Regions from separate parts of the Sus scrofa genome. Here region 2 is linked to region 1. A link is a contact called in public Hi-C data. All regions are on one chromosome and are shown on one strand. The core of a region is the stretch at or near the end of the contact, and the rest is flanking DNA. Distances in the headings are between cores, read along the strand shown.

Evidence for each region. A called contact is a pair of places that touch in the nucleus more often than the background predicts.
Region 2: a contact with region 1 is called in a Hi-C map of liver, with 2.1 times the contacts expected there. The contact joins two enhancer-like sites. A contact is called at or near these places in 7 of 47 Hi-C or Micro-C datasets (fetal skeletal muscle, liver, psoas muscle and 1 more) and 1 of 2 datasets of contacts at active chromatin or transcription factors (skeletal muscle).

Annotation. Positions count from the first base shown.
Region 1 is chr10:12,402,067-12,404,766 of Sscrofa11.1, reverse strand. It overlaps a transcript of FH not described here. Among named protein-coding and RNA genes, the nearest start is that of FH, 28 kb to the left of the region's middle. Within about 2 kb of position 1,351, at least 5 of the 83 cell types and tissues checked have an H3K27ac peak or open chromatin away from gene starts, as enhancers often do. A contact at or near this core is called in liver, where this site is marked.
Region 2 is chr10:12,539,550-12,542,249 of Sscrofa11.1, reverse strand. It overlaps a transcript of DEGS1 not described here. Among named protein-coding and RNA genes, the nearest start is that of DEGS1, 17 kb to the left of the region's middle. Within about 2 kb of position 1,404, at least 2 of the 83 cell types and tissues checked have an H3K27ac peak or open chromatin away from gene starts, as enhancers often do. A contact at or near this core is called in liver, where this site is marked.

The DNA of each region.
Region 1 (2,700 bases), core at 102-2,601:
GGAATTCTGAAGTAGCAGTTCAAGGAGATTCAAGTTAAGTTGGTTTGTAAGGAGAGCCGACCTCAATTGTGGAGGGAGCTGGAACAATTTGGTTTGGTCTCCCCGCTCCCCCCACATATATAATAAATAACAAGGTCACAAAGAGAGCGAGTCTCAGTAGCTAAAGCATCTCATTTGTAAATGGTGCTCTATCAGGTATGTTATTTAAAAAAAAGGTACTTATCCTTGATAGTTATTATTAGAAAATTGGGCTTATTAAGACCAAATACCCCTGTGGTATTAACAAGGCAGCATATATAGCACTTATAAGCATCATTAAAACCAAAGTTCTAATATGTTATATGCAATTATGTTTCAGTTTTTAAAAGTTGTAGAAACATTGTGATGAAAAATGAATTTATTCTTACAGCTAATCTCTTAAGCCTGAGTGAGTATTCTTTTTTTAATTGTAAAGGGGTTTCAGACCTTTTCATGGAACTGTAGAGCCTGTAGGATCTACTTTTAGCCCATGCAGTATTGATTTTGGCAGTGTTTTTCACATGGTGATGATGTAATACTTCTGCAATTTGCTTTCCTGTAACCTATTTTGTTTTTAAAAAAGATCGTTATTAGAAAAAAAAAAAAGCATAAGACAAAATCAGGTTGTTTATCAGTGCCTGGAACTCAACAACCAAACTGGCCACTGTTCTCTAGCTGTGGAACAGGAATGATGTTGAACGTTTTGCCTTAGGAGGCATCCTCGATCTGAACAGCCTGTCATTCATTCGTGGGCTCAGCTAGAGACGTAACCACTTGTTCAGTAAAGATAACAGCAGATCCAGTTCCTAGCCTCAGTCTTTGCACAGTGTCGACTATATCCTAGCATACTCGGAGCATCATTGAGTCCTTGGAGCCGGCAGTCATCTCTGTGTGATGTTAGTGAAGCGAAACACTGTGCTTTATGATGAAATCCTAACTAAGGGCTCTAGAATTCCCTGTGGAAAGGTTGTACTAAAAATCAACTTCTGTATTTGTGAGCTGGGGACAGTTTGTCTTGCAGGGGACATTTGGCATTGTCCAGAGACTTTTTTGGTTACATCTGGAGAAGCAGTGCACCTGGCATCTAGTGAGTGAAAGTCAGAGATGCTGCTAAACACCCTGTCATGCAAGGGTGCCCCCCGGCCCCGGGACAAAGACGCCAATAGAGGGGAGACTGAGGAACTAACCCCAAAACTACTGTCTCTGGAAATGCTCATTGATTGATTAGTCAGGCCTCGCCGCTTGGTTGCGTACGTGTCTATCTTGGTGTTGCAATGACTTTGCTCAGTGAAACCACGAGGAGGCGTCTTAGATGCGAACACTGCAGGAAAGTGTTAATGAAACATTAACTGATGACAGCACTCATGCCCCAGAATGACCTGCTCCTGGCAGGGTGTCCACAGATGTGTGCTGGAGAAACATGATGGACTTGCAGAAATTCTGGGTAAATACGCTTTGAGGGACAGAAACATCCAATTGACCCCTCTCAGCCAACATGCAGAATGACGAAGAGCTTTCTTGAGCAAGCAGATTTCAGAGGAGAAAAGTCATGGGACTAATGAACTGATCAGTCTGGAGCTACACTCAGCCTGACACGCAGAAGCAGTGGAAAGGTTCATAGAAAGCCACAGGCCATATTTGCTCACTTAATTTTCGTTTGGTTGACAAAAAAAATACAAAAATGTATGAGGATGTTTCATACTGAAATATATTTTAAAGATCATATTCTTGAATATGGCTGTGTTATATATTTTCCTTTTCAACTGTCTTTTCTGTAACTACAGCAACAAGAAATCTTGAAGAGAGAAATAGAGTATTTTTTAAAGGATTAAAAATATAAGATTAGAGGGTTCCTTCTGTGGTACAGTGGGTGAAGAATCCAACTGCAGAGGCTCAGGTTGCTGTGGAGATGTGGATTCAAATCCCTGGCCTGGCACATTGGGTTAAAGGATCCATTGCTGCCACACTGTGGCTTGGATTCAGTCTCTGGCCCAGGAACCTCAATATACCGTGGGTGCAGTCAAAATAAATTTTTTTTTTTTTTTTTTTTTGCTTTTTTTTTGTAGGGCTGCACCCACGGCCTCCGATTTGACTCAGTGGGTTAAGGATCCAGTGTTGCTGTGGCTGTGGTGTAGGCTGGCTGCTGTAACTCCAGTTCAGTCCTTAGCATGGGAGCTTCTATATGCTGCACATGCAGTCCTAAAAAGCAAAATTAATTAACAAATTAAATACATCAGCATCATGACTGCATGAATCACTATCTTTGTCTCCCCTTCAATCTACAACCAGTAAAACATTCACAACAAAGATTCTTCTGCCCAACACAGTGGGACACTGGAGAATTCCACGTGCCTGTAAACTAAAGGTGGAACACAGAGGAGGTGGAACTGGGACCAGCAGAGGTGGTGCCTGCTGTCGTGGCCCTCTGACTACAGCAGCCGAGCCCCAAGGACCTGGTAGAAGCAGGAGAGGCTGCACACCTCTCTGCCCTCCCAGCCCCAGCAGCTCCCATAGTCACAGATAAAATGAAACCTGTGCCCCCCTCCCTCCATCTGAGGAGGCACCTGTGAATCTGGTACCCCACTGCCTGCCCTCAGTGGTGCAGCCCCTGAACCTACGAACACTGAACATGGCAGAAGCACACGCAACCCAGACTCCCACAACTCCCCTCCTGTGGTGGTG
Region 2 (2,700 bases), core at 155-2,654, 140 kb before region 1:
TGGAGTGGGTAAGCATAGCAATCCTGCACTTAGCCCAGGGAACTAGAACTAATCACTATATTTTGAACCAAATGGAGGATAATGTGAGAAAAAGTATATATATATATATATATATATAACTATATATATATATATATATATATATATGAATGGAGCACTAAAATAAATAACATTTATTTATTTTAAAATAACAAATGACAACAAAACAAAATGACAAAATAGGCGGCTCAGCATTCACCAGAGAAAGATCAGGGTAGAGACTGCTGCCTCTTGGGAAAACAGCCAGGCACAGTGACTCCGCTGAATCTGTTAAGATTTCCTAGCAAAGCAACATCAGGCCGGAACAAATTTCCAACCATGTATGAATTTGTTTCGATAATACCACTTTTATTAAATTATTTTTTTACATCTCCAGTTATTTTCCTGCAAGAACATGTGGCATGCCAATATACCCTGCCCTGGAAATGAATCCACTCCTATGCTGTACATCAAAGGCTCATACTTAAAACCCCCTGCCACCAGAGTTACTGGGTCAAGAGAGCTTTAGGTTTGTTTTCTCTATCCATTCCCTTAGCTATTCTGTAGGAATATACATATTCCTTGACTCCTTTATCAAATAAGCTCATTTATTGCAATATCTGATTTTATTTATCAATTTATTTGGGTGCCCCCTGTGAAATAGGGTTGTTGTCTAGCCAGAGTTTGATCTCCCAATGAAGCTCTTGCCACAGCCACAACAGTGACAAGGAGAGACTCTGAAGCCAGGCAGCCACTAGGGAACTCCCTGAGAGCTTGCTTGATGATACCAATCAACTCTGCTTAAGTCATCAGACCTGGTTTCAGGGAGGTTCTCTACTGAAAAGTGAGGCTCATCTTGAAAGGCAAGAAGGAACTTTCCCTAAGCCTCTTGATTGAAGAGAGCACAACGATTAGCCCAGCTGCCCAACCGAATGCCACCGAAGTAACCCATTTATTTACCAGCACCACACTCATCTCTTCTTACTTAAATCCCTGATGGTCAGGGGCTTGAACATGGGCAGCTCACGATAAAACACTGCTGCTGTGTTGGTCTCGGCCCTGCCTCTGGAGGAATACTAGGCATTCTGAAACCCAGCGAAGAATTCAAGAATTCTAAACACACGGCCGCACAACCAGGCTGCAATCCCCCTGCAAATGTTGAAGGGAAAACTGTGCCCCCTGCCTGACATGCAGTGTCTTGGACAGAGAGAACCTGGTGCCCAGGGAAAAAACCTCTGGTTGCTTGCTGTGTGTTCCCCTCAAGTAATCATCAGCTACAACTCTGAGCCAGTATATATAGAGTTTTGGAGCTCTAAACTGATAGAGCCTCAAGCAGCGACTGGCGCAAGAAGGCAATCTGGCGCCCTCATGTGGACATGTGATCTAACAGCCACTCTCAGGGTTTCCCCCTCTCACTTGCTCAGCCATCCCTGGCTAATGCATTGGCCATGGGCCATTGTGGCTTGGGTCTCCTTCCTCCGCTGTAATGAAGTACCAAGAAGTGCCCTTCCAAGTGGGCTGTTTCTCTCTCAAAGGCTTTCTGAGCCCTGAGACCCATCTATGCCATGCCTTGCTGTTTAAACCCTCAGCCAATAATCCATCATGTCATGCCAGCCTTCTTCCTTTTTATATATATATACATGCACTTATGTATTTATGAAGATAGATGCCATGTATGTAAAGAATTTTTTCTTAATTTTCCACCTGTGATTCCTTCCTTTGTAAACACTGTCCTCATTTCTTTTTTTTTCTCTTTCCCTCTTTCTATGCAAATTTCTTGACTCCACCTGGAGCGTTCCTGTGTTGTCTCCCCATTAATGATTTTCAAGACACAGTGTTTACCAAAACCACCAGAGTGACAAAAACAGAACTTTGACCCTGGGTGATGAGAGCTTTCTCTATATCAATCAATCTACCAGCCTGAATATGCCTGACCTGGCATTAGGTCACATCTTCACACCAGGTACATAGAAAGAAGAGAAGAGGCTCCCATGGAAAGAAAAGGGTGGTGTTTCATGAGATCACTCGAGAGAAAATGTCTGGTGATTGGCACCGCTGCTCTCTAAAATATCACCATTTTGGCACCTCCCATGCACAACAAACAGATTTTATACCGATCCCAAAACCCAGGTCAGGCTGGGCTTCCAAAATTAACAGCTCAACAACTGACACCAAATAACAGAAAGACAAAACCAAAAAACCAATTGAAAAATAGAGAAACGACCTGAATAGGCTTTTCCCTAAAGCAGATATGCAGAGGGCAACAAGCACCGGGAAAATGAACATGATTACTCATTAATAAAGAATTGCAAAGCAAAATGAGGCTGAGGTACCCCGCACCCAACTCTGAACGGTCATCAAGTGCGTCTTCAAATAACAAACCTTGGAGGGGGTGTGTAGAAGAACGTGCCCTCACAAGGTGTGGGTGTGCAGGTAAATTTGAACAACACTAGGGCCCACAGGATCTAGGCCATCCGATAAAAAACATAGAACCACCATATGACCCAGCAATCCCACTCTTGGGCATATATCCAGAAAATAGTCTTTCCAAAATGTTAAAAGCCCCACCATGTTCCTGCAGCACTATTCACAATACCAAGACAAGGAAACACATTCTATATCCTTGGACAGATAACCGGATTAGGAAGAGGTTATCCATATCCACAATGAAATAGTATTCAG